4 separate regions of the Mus musculus genome follow, and regions 2, 3 and 4 are each linked to region 1. A link is a contact called in public Hi-C, HiCAR-type and HiChIP or PLAC-seq data. All regions are on one chromosome and are shown on one strand. Each heading gives the region's core, a stretch centred on a gene start, on an enhancer-like site or on the middle of the called end of the contact. The rest is flanking DNA. Distances are from core to core; before and after follow the strand shown.

What was found. Hi-C and Micro-C count contacts between places; a contact is called where the count stands out from the background. HiCAR-type assays count read pairs that join an accessible place to other places. HiChIP or PLAC-seq counts read pairs in DNA pulled down with a chosen protein or histone mark.
Region 2: a contact with region 1 is called in a Hi-C map of the C2C12 cell line, with 2.6 times the contacts expected there. The contact joins two enhancer-like sites. A contact is called at or near these places in 2 of 15 datasets of contacts at CTCF or cohesin (the NIH/3T3 cell line and large pre-B cells), 2 of 484 Hi-C or Micro-C datasets (the C2C12 cell line and bone marrow-derived macrophages), 1 of 115 datasets of contacts at active chromatin or transcription factors (fibro-adipogenic progenitors) and 1 of 9 other capture datasets (embryonic stem cells).
Region 3: a contact with region 1 is called in a HiCAR-type map of fibro-adipogenic progenitors, with 8 times the contacts expected there. The contact joins two enhancer-like sites. A contact is called at or near these places in 1 of 15 datasets of contacts at CTCF or cohesin (large pre-B cells), 2 of 484 Hi-C or Micro-C datasets (bone marrow-derived macrophages and nephron progenitors), 2 of 115 datasets of contacts at active chromatin or transcription factors (embryonic stem cells and fibro-adipogenic progenitors) and 1 of 9 other capture datasets (embryonic stem cells).
Region 4: a contact with region 1 is called in a FOXA1 HiChIP or PLAC-seq map of pancreatic cancer cells. The contact joins two enhancer-like sites. A contact is called at or near these places in 2 of 15 datasets of contacts at CTCF or cohesin (large pre-B cells and pro-B cells), 2 of 484 Hi-C or Micro-C datasets (bone marrow-derived macrophages and embryonic stem cells), 6 of 115 datasets of contacts at active chromatin or transcription factors (DN3 thymocytes, T-cell acute lymphoblastic leukemia, double positive thymocytes and 3 more) and 1 of 9 other capture datasets (bone marrow-derived macrophages).

What each region holds. Positions count from the first base shown.
Region 1 is chr10:97,336,785-97,339,830 of GRCm38.p6, reverse strand. No RefSeq gene overlaps it. Among named protein-coding and RNA genes, the nearest start is that of Mir3966, 85 kb to the left of the region's middle. Within about 2 kb of position 1,665, at least 61 of the 459 cell types and tissues checked have an H3K27ac peak or open chromatin away from gene starts, as enhancers often do. A contact at or near this core is called in the C2C12 cell line, fibro-adipogenic progenitors and pancreatic cancer cells, where this site is marked.
Region 2 is chr10:96,074,742-96,078,034 of GRCm38.p6, reverse strand. No RefSeq gene overlaps it. Among named protein-coding and RNA genes, the nearest start is that of Gm40746, 100 kb to the left of the region's middle. Within about 2 kb of position 2,019, at least 49 of the 459 cell types and tissues checked have an H3K27ac peak or open chromatin away from gene starts, as enhancers often do. A contact at or near this core is called in the C2C12 cell line, where this site is marked.
Region 3 is chr10:96,293,464-96,296,472 of GRCm38.p6, reverse strand. No RefSeq gene overlaps it. Among named protein-coding and RNA genes, the nearest start is that of Gm40748, 14 kb to the left of the region's middle. Within about 2 kb of position 1,537, at least 36 of the 459 cell types and tissues checked have an H3K27ac peak or open chromatin away from gene starts, as enhancers often do. A contact at or near this core is called in fibro-adipogenic progenitors, where this site is marked.
Region 4 is chr10:96,186,956-96,189,937 of GRCm38.p6, reverse strand. No RefSeq gene overlaps it. Among named protein-coding and RNA genes, the nearest start is that of Gm40746, 7.5 kb to the right of the region's middle. Within about 2 kb of position 1,612, at least 84 of the 459 cell types and tissues checked have an H3K27ac peak or open chromatin away from gene starts, as enhancers often do. A contact at or near this core is called in pancreatic cancer cells, where this site is marked.

The DNA of each region.
Region 1 (3,046 bases), core at 416-2,915:
ATCCCTATAGTAATTTTACAAGGTGTGACTGTGCGTTAGTAAGGAGACAAAGCTCGGAGACTGGCACATGGCTGGGAAATTGACCTGTCCAGAACAGAATCCTTTACAGAACACCTTTCTTAGGGCCACTCTATCTATGGTTATGGCTCCATTCTCTTGATTTCTTTGTAAATCCCCAGTGATTCGGCTCTACTTCTTTTAAAGTGTCTTTGCTAGTTCATCTGTATCTTCTGACATCACCTCCTCTTCCACCCGGAATGTCAGGTCTTCATTATCAACTGGATCAGATTTAGAAAGTCCATGGGGTATTTTCAAGGGAAATTCCAGAAGCATTTAACTGAAGAGGAAAGATCCACTCTTAATGTCAGTAGCACCATACCTGAGATGGGGCTTACACTTCATCTTTATTTATTTATTTTTTTAAATAAGTCTAAGAGGGGAGGAGGAGGAAAACTAGCAAGCCGAGAAAAGTAATACACACCCACTGAATTTGATATTCTGATGAAGACATCTCTCCTCTGAGTTTCAAGCAGAACTTATTCACTCTTTTCCAGAAGCAAATTTCTGGGGATTACCAGCACTGCCATGGCAAAGTACCACATGTCAGAGAGTTTAAACCACAGAGATTGGTCTCCTCACCGTTCTAGAAACCAGGACTTGAAGATCACGATGCTGGCAGGGCTGGGTCCTTCTGTGCCCTCATTCCTTGGCTTATAGATCGTGGCTACTCTTGGTTGTCAACTTAACTGTATCTGGAATGAACTATAATCCAGAAATGGAGGGCATGCCGGCCAGAGAGTTTCTTCTGGGTTTGAAATAGGTGAATAAACTTTTAGTCTGGACTTTTGAGGTGGGAAGACCCAGGCTTTTGATCCAGCTCGCCATTGATGGATTAGTTGGAATGCAGCCTATAAGTTATTCCGTGTGTGTGTGTGTGTGTGTGTGTGTAGGGGGAGGCAGAGATTCATTCTATAAGTTCTGTGATTCTAGACATCCTTAAGAGGCCACATTATCCTATATTTTCACAGGGCCTTTACTGTGTGCAGTTGTATACCTAAATCTCCTCATATTATGAAGACATCATCATACTAGGTCAGTGGCCACCTCATAAAACCAAACAGTGCTTAGTGCTCGCCAAAATAAACCAACCGGTGGTGCCCCATGTTCACCTGAATAAACCAACTGGTCCCATTGCTGACTGGAATAAACTAACCAGTTCTCAGTGCCCATCCCAATAAATCAGCAGAGCTCAGTGCTCACCTGAGTAAACAGACAGCGTTCAGTGGCTGCCCTAATAAACTCAGTACTGTGTGTATGGGGGGGAAAGGGGGGGAAATATTTGCATTAGCAAACAGGAAGTGTTGTGCCGTAAATTACTCTCATGTCACATTCAACAGCTGTGCCTCTGTTAGCTGCTAGAAGCCAACATCCTACAGTACCATATTCAATAATTCTTAGTACTGGGCACAGAGGCCTGTGTCCTAACCAGGGCTGCTCTCGGGCTAACTTCAGCCTGGTCTTCAGCTGAGGCATCTGTGGAACAAGGATCTGTGTAAATAAGTTTCACATTAGTAAGAAAATTGGAGAGCTCATTGTGGGAAAGCTGGGTGCAGTCAGGGATGACTAATAACCTTAACCCGAATGGGTCACAGTGAGCTCAATCAACAGTAATGGAAGGCACTTCAGGTCTTAGGGGATTGGCCAAAAGTAGAATGGCCCTGCCTACACGTTTACCCTGGAGAGCTGAGGCTCTCATCTTCATGCTCAGTCATGCAGAGGCATATATATAAACAGAAGACCAACTAAAGTTCAGCATAAATTGGCTAGGCCTGAATAAAAGTCTGCTGTTGGAAAGTCCTGCTGTTTGGATATCTGTTATTAGATATCAGACATCAGTGAGGATTATTGTTTATTCATAATAGTCAATAGGAATATATATATATATATATATATATATATATATATATATATATATACATATATATATCTTCCTTATGAATGAGCACAAATTAAATTTGCTTAAAGCCACAAACAAATTATGCATGTCATTTACAGATGTAAGGTTTATATCTCCTTAAGAACCTAACATATCTGGTGTATGGAAGATCTATGATTTTTTGTCACCTACATTTTTATTTAATTTATTTCATAACATAGAGAGCTTTGTCATATAAAGGTAAAAATCCTTAAACCAACTCAGCTTGCTATCCTCCTTCTTCCTTCTCTTCTCCTCTTTTTCCTCCCCCTCTTTTTCCTCTTCCTCCTCTTCTTATTCCTTTTTATTTATTTATTTATTTTTAATTTAGTTTAGGACCTCATCCCACTGAAGGTGCTGCCCTTATTCAGAGTAGATTAAGCCTTCTGGAATCACCCTCAGAGACACTTCCAGAACTGTTTCTATGCCAGTTCAATTGGCAATGAAGACTGGCCTAGTGACTTGAAGAGGGAAAATTCCTGGGAGAAGGATCTTGGTCTCCTATTCAAAGGACTGAAATAAGGAGTCACAAAGATTTGCAAAAGTAGCAAACTAATGTTTTTGTTTCTTTCTTTGTTTCCCATGAGGAAGGGTAATGTTCAAAGTCTGGTAAAATTAACAAGAAACAAAAGATTTTTGCCTTTTAAAATGTTGCTAAAAGTAGATAAATGACCACAAAGCATGGGAAAAACAACTGTGAAACAAAATCTTGGTTGTAATAGAACTAAGTTGTATAGACATTTTCTCTTAAGATACATTTTTTTTTTTTTTACAAATCTGACATAAATTTACATCAAACTAAAATCAAATCATGGATGTCAGCTATAGATGTAAGCTTTGTACATTCATTAAGAACCTAACATATCAAGCTGGGTGGTGGTGGCACACACCTTTAATCCCAGCACTCGGGAGGCAGAGGCAGGCAGATTTCTGGGTTCAAGGCCAGCCTGGTCTACAGAGTGAGTTCCAGGACAGCCAGGGCTACACAGAGAAACCCTGTCTGTAAACAAACAAACAAACAAACATACAAAACAAAAGAACCAAACATATCTGGTGTATGAAAGTTCTATT
Region 2 (3,293 bases), core at 770-3,269, 1.3 Mb after region 1:
GTTCTGTCTTGTTTGTTTGGTTGGTTTTGTTTGCTTGTTTTTGTTTTTTGTTTTGTTTTGTTTTGTTTTGTTTTGTTTTGTTTGGTTTGGTTTGGTTTGGTTTGGTTTGGTTTGGTTTGGTTTGGTTTGGTTTGTTTAGCAAGTTTAAATTATAGCCAAAAGAGGGACAGCTCTTCTGGAACGGAAAAAACCTTTAATAGTGAATAACTAACAAAACAGCCTTTAACCATTGTAGGCCTAAAAGCAGCCACCAACAAAGAAAGCGTTCAAGCTCAACATAAAATTTCAATTAATTCCATAACTTACACCAACTTCCTAAACTTAAAATTGGGTTAATCTATAACTTTATAGATGCAACACTGTTAGTATGAGTAACAAGAATTCCAATTCTCCAGGCATACGCGTATAACAACTCGGATGACCATTGTTAGTTAATCAGACTATAGGCAATAATTACACTATAAATAATTCACCTATAACTTCTCTGTTAACCCAACACCGGAATGCCTAGTTTGGTTTCAAGACAAAGTTTTATTATATAACACTAGCTTTCCAGGAACTCCCTATGTAGACCATTCCAGCCTCAAACTCACGAAAATTGAATTTGTTTCCATATGCTCCAGTGGATTTAAGTACACATCTTTGTTAGGGTTTTATTACTGTGAAGAGACACCATGACCAGGGAAACTCTTATAAAAAAGAACATTTCCTTGTGGGTAGCTTACAGGTTCAGCGGTTCCATCCATTATCATCATGGCGGGAAGCATGGCAGCATGCAGGCAGACTTGGTGCCGGAGGAGGAGCTGAGAGTTTTACATCTTGAGCCCCAGACTCCTGAGCATGGGAGTCCCCAAAACCTACCTTCATAGTGACACACTTCCTCCAAGGCCACAATGACTCCAGCAAGGACACACCTCCTATCAGTGCCACTCCCTACAGGCCAATCATTCAAAGGTATGAGTGTAAGGGGCCGTATCTATTCAAACCACCACAATACACTTGTACTTCCCCTTGCACAAACTGTGAGTTTCCCAGTGTTGCTTGTGAACTGGAAACTCATAATTCAAATAGTAAAGTAAATGTATCAGAGAACTTGGTATCGTTAAAAATGGTAAACATTTCTACAAAGCAAGACAGGTATGCCGATCTATCTTCTAAATTGTTGCAGGTGGGATTCAGGGGTTCCTTGGTTACTTTTTATTGTTTGTGGCTGTTGCTGTTGTTTTACAACTGTCTGTTCAATGTGTTTGGATATTATAGATTCCTGCTCATCAATGCCACCTGCCAGCGTCGGGGAAGCATTGAGGCGGTAGTTCTCAGCATGGGTCTTCAGAGCATCTGCATCTGAATCCCTGGGGACTACTAAAATGCTCTTCCCCAGATCCCATCCTCCACCTATTACTGAAATACCAGCTCCAGGGTGGGGACCTGATAGACTCTGGTTTAACTAATAGAATTCAGCAATTCTGATGCCTGTTCAAAACCTGCCTGCTCCTTGCCCTCAGTACATACTGTGGGGATGGGAGGAGGAGGAGGAAGCTTAAATAGAAGTCCAGTCCTTTCACACCTTAACTTCTGGGAAGAGTCAGTCCCTTCGTCCCCTTTACAGTTGATTATTACTTTGTCTTCAGTTCATAGAACAGAACAGCAGGCAGCCCGAAAAAAGAGAGTGGTTTTCTTAACTCACAGTCCAACTCCCCTGTATGTGTGAAGCGTGACACCAAGCCCTCACACCCAAGGCCCCCTTTCTGCATTCGTGACCTGTGAATGCCTTTATCCACAACAAAACCTTTGTTTAGTTTTAAACTTTCTAGAGGTAAAGGGCTTGGCGGGCTTGGCAGAGGAAGGCAGAAACCCTTGAGAACACAGCTTGAGTGTTGTTTTGTTCTCAAGTTTGTGAAGTTGGCAGACAAGCCTCTGGGATTTCTCTGGCCCCGGGAAGCACATTTGGAGGGGATGATAGAGAGACACGCTGTTAGGATTCACAGAAGCAGCTGCGACCGCATGCTGAGGAGTTCATTTGCAGTGTGTGTTATGAAATGAGTAATATCAAGTAACCGGGCTTAAACCTCAGGAGGACTGATTCCTATGCTGTTCTGTAAAATCACTCCCAGGAGGTTTAGGTTTAATATTCTTGCAAAGGGCATGCTTGAATATTTAAAACCAAAACTAATGGGCATGTGTTGTGTTTTCTAAAAGATCTTCAGGAATATACTGAAATACCTAAGCATTCATGACGATCTATTGGATGTGGGTGTTTTTGGAAACTCTTGGCAAACCTGAAGGAGTTTTAACTCAGGTGAGATAAAGTCGGCTGCTGCCCACAGTGATGTATTAAAAGTCAAAAGTCCTAAGTTTCTCATGCTTGGCTCAGACCTGTGACTATTTCATACTCTTCTTTCTTCACATGACCTTTGGTCGGTTCAGTATGACGTAATGGTCAGTTGTAAGAGGAAGTGTGTAAACACCCATTGTCATCTTTCAGCAACTCCTCCCTCACCACTTTTACTGTGCTCTTTATAATCCAGTCCCTATCTGTTCTCATTTAACACTGCATTAAACAAACAACAAGCAAACAAAAACATTGTGAGGTTTACTGAGCACTTACTAGGTGTTCCATCCAAGGATGATGCCCTGTAATCTATGCATAAACTTAGGCAAGACCCCTCCCTTGAAGAGAGCAGTCTCCTGTGGGGATCAGAGACTGAGGCTAATAGTTATGGAATCAAATTGAGATAAGACCTGAGATAAGGGAAATCAAGAATGTAGATACCATGGCAGCCAAGCCAGAACTTCTCTCTGCAGGGTGAGATGGGGCACACTGACAATTAGCATATGCTTCCTGGTAAAAGGTTTAGAATGGAAGGGATGAGGAAGAGGAGAAGCTAGCAGGACACCAGGTGGGATGTGGAGAGCTCCCTCAGTCAACTTTCAAAACAGAAAGAGAAAATGCTTTGGGGACAAAGAGAGAAAAATAGAAAAATTTTGGCTATCAGCTCAAATTTCTGGATCTCTCCATTCCTGAGGTGTCAAGCTGTTTTGGAAGTATCTGTAAACAGTCTGGAGAGAAACAAGTTTTCTATCAAGGCATATAGACTTCTAAAGAGTAAGATATAATCATACTCTTTCCTAAGGGTCTGTGCACAACCCGAGTGTGGATGTCCCGTGCTGTTACAGATGTGCAACACAGTTTATAAAAACTTCCCCTAGATTTAAATGGTTCTGCAGCAGTCAGATTAGATTCAGTTGACACAGTAACAAGCAGCCCCCAGACCTCACCCCCATCAGCTTCT
Region 3 (3,009 bases), core at 288-2,787, 1.0 Mb after region 1:
GAGCAAGGGGAAAAAAAATCACAACTACTCCAATGGGACCCAGAAGCCAGATGTGTCCACACACCAAGATGAATGTTCACCTTGTGAAAAGAACTGTCAGAGGAGACAGATAACACCTATAACAAAGGATTTTGAAATGCACTTTAGGGACTGAAAAGTAGTATTTAGTTTCTAGAGCTCAGAATTATACGTTTTTCAATGTAAAGAATTCAATCCAGTTCAGGAAAGGACAGACCCAGATGAAAAGGGCTTTCTACCAGTACGAGGCACTGGAAAGCCAAGACCAAATGAGTAGAATGGATTCTAGAGGGAGCTGATCACCAGATGCACTAGGGATACACTCTGAAGACACAGCCTCTGCATCTTTATCTACCTCTGGCAAACCAGATGCTCTGAACAGAAACTACAACACCAAGTGTTTGTTTGCAGTGGGCAGTGGTCTTGTTTGATCAGACTGACTATAGGGAACTGTTACAGCTGACCACAGATACTGAGTGATTATTGGACAGCCGTATCCCAAGATCTACCATGATGGTTAGAAGGCCTGAAAAAGGCTGAGATTGCCCAATGAGTAAATGGGGCTTAGAGAAAAATACCTTAAACACACACACACACACACACACACACACACACACACACACACACAATTGTCTGGTGATTTGGTATCCTGAGAACAACCCTTTATTTGGTTGGACACAGGCACTTGTTAAATATCAGGTGCAAAATTTTGATGCATGTAAGCCTAACTAAAATAAGACCCAAAGAATAATAATAATTAGCTAAGCAAAGCACTGGAGGGATGAATGGCTCAGTGGTTAAGAGCCCTGGCTACTCTTGCAGAAGCCCTCCCAGCACCCACATCAGGCAGCTAATCAACCATGTGTAACTTCAGTTCCTAGAGACCTGACACCTTCTTCTGGCTTTTCAGGTACCTACATACTCTTGGTACATACACACATACAATCATGAACACACACATACCTAAAGTTTTAAAAAGAAAGTTTAAAAACCAAAGTACTATAATCAGGTAGACATTTGAAGTCTGGGCTCCAATAGATTAACATGATTGATTAACATTCCTACATTCTCCAGCCCAATCTATTCACTGTTCTGGATGCTGGGGACATCTCTGGGGACCCTTGGGCCACAGAAATGAAGGGACATTTAACAATCTCAGTCCCTGTTGGCAAACTGTACACAGCTAAGATACAAAACAGAGAATGTTTCCTACAAAGCTGGAAAACTGTAGGGCTGAGAGAAGCGCAACTCTAATCTATCTACCTGATAACAGAACTCATGCTACTGCAGTGTGTCAGGGGCAGAACCTGAGTCCCGGCAACCCACCAAGGTCAGCTCAGCCACCCCTCTTCAATAGGCCAATTAAAAAGACAAAACTGAAAGGTATAGAAAGATTTATTTAATCTGGCCACATGAAGAAGACTACATAAAGAGATGCAGTGACCACCCCCCCTAAGTCTGTCTTAGTTTTAAAGAGAAGGCAAGAGGCATGCTTAACCAAGCAGTCCTGAGCAGGGTGTGGTCCACCCATCCTTAATCACTCGCTCACTGTCTCAGCTCTAGTCTCTGGCAATGTGGTCTGACCAGTTGCCAGAACAGTGTGAAATCTCTTCCTGGAAGTCAAGTTCCTCTTCTGGTTGAAACCAGGATTTACTTTCAATTTGGGCCAGCATGAGGGTCCCAGAGGATTTCCAGTCATGAGGACTATTGTTGGAATAGTCGGAGAGCCAAAGAGGGAACCCAAGTGACCCTCTCTGTGCAGAATACCTTTGCTTCTGTGATGATGGGTAGGGTTTGCAGTCTTATATTCTAGCCTCCAACAAAAAGTATGATACACTTCTCTCGCAGTGTTCTGGAAAGACAGATCTGTCATGGCAGGACAGGAGCGAAGAGCTGAGGGGATACATGGATATCTTTGAGGGCAAAATGTGTAGCAGAATGTTGAACATTAAGGAGCTGAGGCAAGGAAATGGTATCTGACTTCTTAGATTTCCCCTCCCCCCTTCTAGTACCTGCCTCTGCATCACTAATATAAAATAGTATGTATCAAAGGATTCTTGGATCAAGACAAGCAATTCCCAAGAGCCTCTAATAGGTTCTTTTCTTGGAGCTGTTTACATTCTGGGAAATGTAATGGATCTGACCTAAACGCATTAAAAAAAAGAAAACACACCCCTCTCTTTTCTACTCCAACCCTGTTGACTTGTTTTGATTTCAGAATACATCATACTTATTCCAGACTAGAAGGATATTTTTCTCTTTCTTGTATGCTATGATAGAATTTTTCTCTGTGCATTTCCTTTATCCTGACTTTAGTTGTCACCAGTATTACTAAATGCATAAATCACCCCTCCCTTCATAGTTGAAAAAGAGCTCACATTAAGCATCCCTTTATGTCCACCCACGAGACACTGATCATATTTGTAATTAGTTTTAAGCTACAAGGGGGCAAGCTTCATGTCTACTATGCTCAGTTTTGAAACTGAAGAGGTTTCCACAGGGAGGGACATCTGGGGGGGGGGGGGGCGTGAATGGCAGTGTGTGGTTCGCTAGCATTATACTGAGACGTTCTCCTGATTGAGAATCAGCCGAATTCGATTCTCTAAGTTTGCAACCTGGCACAGTGCCAAGAAGACAGACTGTATTCAATAACCTTCCTTAAACATACTAAGGCTTGTGTTTATCTGTGTGTTTGTTTAGTCTTGTCAGGGAAACAGAAAGCACGGGATGGAAATTTACAAGAAGAGTAGATGTTGGAAATAGTATGAAAATAGATTTGTTCTTTCTTGTTATTAGAACACAGACATTCGATAACCCCAAAAACACAAGTAAGCCATAATAAGAGGGGGGCATTTAATACAACTCAAGCATTCCAGATGGCTGAAATATTTTTTTAAAAAATAGAAAATGATAATAAATGAGATAATAGCTTAAAAAGCCAGTTTTCAAGTGGGTAAGAGTCCCTTGCAAATGCTGGTTCTGGCACAGCTT
Region 4 (2,982 bases), core at 363-2,862, 1.1 Mb after region 1:
GTTTAAAAAATAAAAGCAAAAATTTAAAAGTATAGATGAATTGAAGCCATCTTAGACCAGATGCTAAGTTGGAAACAAATTCAAAGACTTGGGATATTAAATAAATGTGTCTTGTTTGAAAACAGCGGTGGCATGTTTTAGGCCCAATTCTGACAGTACACAGGTCAGCAAAGACCTGTCAGAGCTTTGGGCGCAAACTTTAATTGCCATCTACTGAGGTTTTATCTTTTTCTATGTATTGAATGCTAGTACTGGCCCCCCGAGACCTGGTGGCCTCAGCTAAGAGAGAATACACAAAGTGATGGTACGTGACCTTGCTCTTTAATGATTACTGACTTGAAGACTGTGAGTTGACTGATATGGGTGCTGGGAATCAAACCTGGGTCCTCTGCACCAAGTGCTCCTAACTGCTAAGACATCACTTCAGCCCCTAAGGCAGGGATTCTCCGCTTGTGACTCCTTTTTACCAGAGAGATTTTGATGGAACATCAGATGGAGAAGCATATAAAATAAGTATACAAATGAAACACTACTAATAAATCATATTGAGATTAATTTTTAAAAACTTTGTATGCGTACAATCTATCATTTACTAAAGACAAAAGTCTATTTGCATACCAATGAGAGATGTGCTTGTTTCTTTTGCATAAAAAATTAAATCTTCTGACTATTTTACATTCAGAACATAGAGCACTTTCAGTTTTTCAAAGTAGATCAATATTTTGATTGGGGACTGGACAGGGATTGAACATTTGCTCCAAACAAAGCTAACAGTAAAGGGGACTGGACACTTAGAGACGGTGTTCTGAGAAATAAATTTATATTTATATAGCCATCAATGTTAAGAGTGCCATTTGGCATAAATAGGTAGTACAAACTGTCAGAAGTGTGCTTAGGAGCATTTAGAAATTGTTGGAAATTCTATCCTAATTGTAAGCCAAAATTCACTGGACAATTTTTGCAAGACTCAAAGAAAGAGGAAGAGAGAATAAGGCTGAGTCACTTGCATATTTTATTTTGCTCAAAATTTTCTCAGAACAACCATGATTATATCTGTATATACATAAAGTAAAATAAACAGAGTATAAGCGCAGCAGTGATGTATGTCACAAGCATTGTCTAATCAGAGTAAACTTGAAAATGACTCAATGACAACAAAATTTCAGGATCTAGAAGCACCCATTGGTCTAAGAGACTAATAACAAATACTTTGTTGTAGTCTGCAGCAACCTATAGCAAACACTTCGTTGTAGTGTGCAGCAACCTATAGCAAACTATAGCCACCTGCATACAGCCACGTTCAACACCCAGTCTAAGTCTGACTGTCTCGGAAAGAAGAGCCTCCTACTACATCTCTGCGTACGTCTGGAGGTAATAAAACACGTCCAAACGTTGCTCTATTCTCTATTGCAGCTTTGACTTATCTGTCATAATTCTCCACTTTGGGCTTAAAGACAATTGATTTTTTTTTTCCCTGTGTGGGCCCTTCCAGGATTTTGACTCCAATTGCTGGCAAAAGTGAGCTTTAGCTTCTCCAAAGTAAACATCTCTCTGTCCTCCAGCCGCCGTCCGTATGTGATGTTGAAAGAATGGCAGGAAATCAATGAGTCATGGTGGGGACTGGACAGGGATAGGACGTGCACTCCAAACAAAACTAACAGTAAAGGGGGCTGGACACTTTGAGATGGTGTTCTGAGAAACAAAGCCAAGATTTCAAGAAAAAGCAAGTACTTTACACAGGAAGGGAACTGAGCATCGTCTACACAGAGGGAAGAGTCTCATTGGGGATGGAGAAGAAGAAGACAGGATTGGATGCAGTACCCAGGCAGAGAGCAGCTAAGCCAAACAGAAGGGTGACAAAGTAGAGAAGTTGGGGGCGAGGGGAATAGAAAACTCAATTACAGCAGTCTTTCCCAGATGAACTGATTACCTATTGTGGTGAAGGGAGTTAGGAAACATGTTGTACCTTGTATTGCTGAGTTGGGAAGGAGCATTAAAAATACCAGTGGGGCTGGCAAGGTGGATCAATGGGTAAGGCACTCAAATCCAAACCCTTAGAATGCAGGTAAATCTGACCACCACGGTCTATAATCCCAATATCCCCACAGCAAGATGAGAGTCAGAGCAAGGAAAATCCTGCCCTCCCAAAAGCTTGCATACCAGATACCCTAGCAACATATATTGGCAGACAGAGACCCAACCTCCAGCTGTGAAAAACGAAGATGGACCCCTTACACATGCTCTGGTGCCTACACAAGAAAACACACACACACACACACACACACACACACACACACACACACACACCCCTTATCAAAATGGCCACAAAGGAAACGGAAGAGAGAGGCAGTGGGAGCTAAGTCCAGGCTTTTGTGGTAGCTGAATGTAGAAGAACGGTGCGGGCCTCCTGACAACACTGAGCATCTCAGTGTTTGCTTCACACGTTTTTCCTTTACCCTGCCACCTGATATATGGCCAGAGCAATTACAGGATTGCTTGTTGTTGACTGACCTATAAGGCCTATTTGCAGAGCACAGTAGTGGCTCTTTGTCCCCATTTCCAAGGGTATGTGCACCTTGGTGTGTACAGATCTACAAGGCCCTGGCCCGGTAGAGACCTCCACTCTGGGCATTTATTAAAGAGTCACAATACCTTCCCAGATTGCCTGAGTTATTACAAAAACCCAGCACCCCATGGTGTGAACTGTCTGACCTGTTCAGTCAGTCCCAACAGAAAATACATTCAAAGTGTTACATTTTCTTGTTTTAAAATTTTCCTATTTCCCATGACATTTTTTGTGAGCTCACTGTAAACATAGCTCTGTGTGTTTTCCCTTCCACCCTCTGAAAATGTGTGTTGTGTGAAATATTAAAAAAGCAATCCACGCTATGCTGGCAGGGCACTAGTGGGAAGACTGGCCTGTTCTCATCTCAGCAGACTCTCTAATCTGAAGCTCTGAAATCTCTCCACCTGGCTTACTAA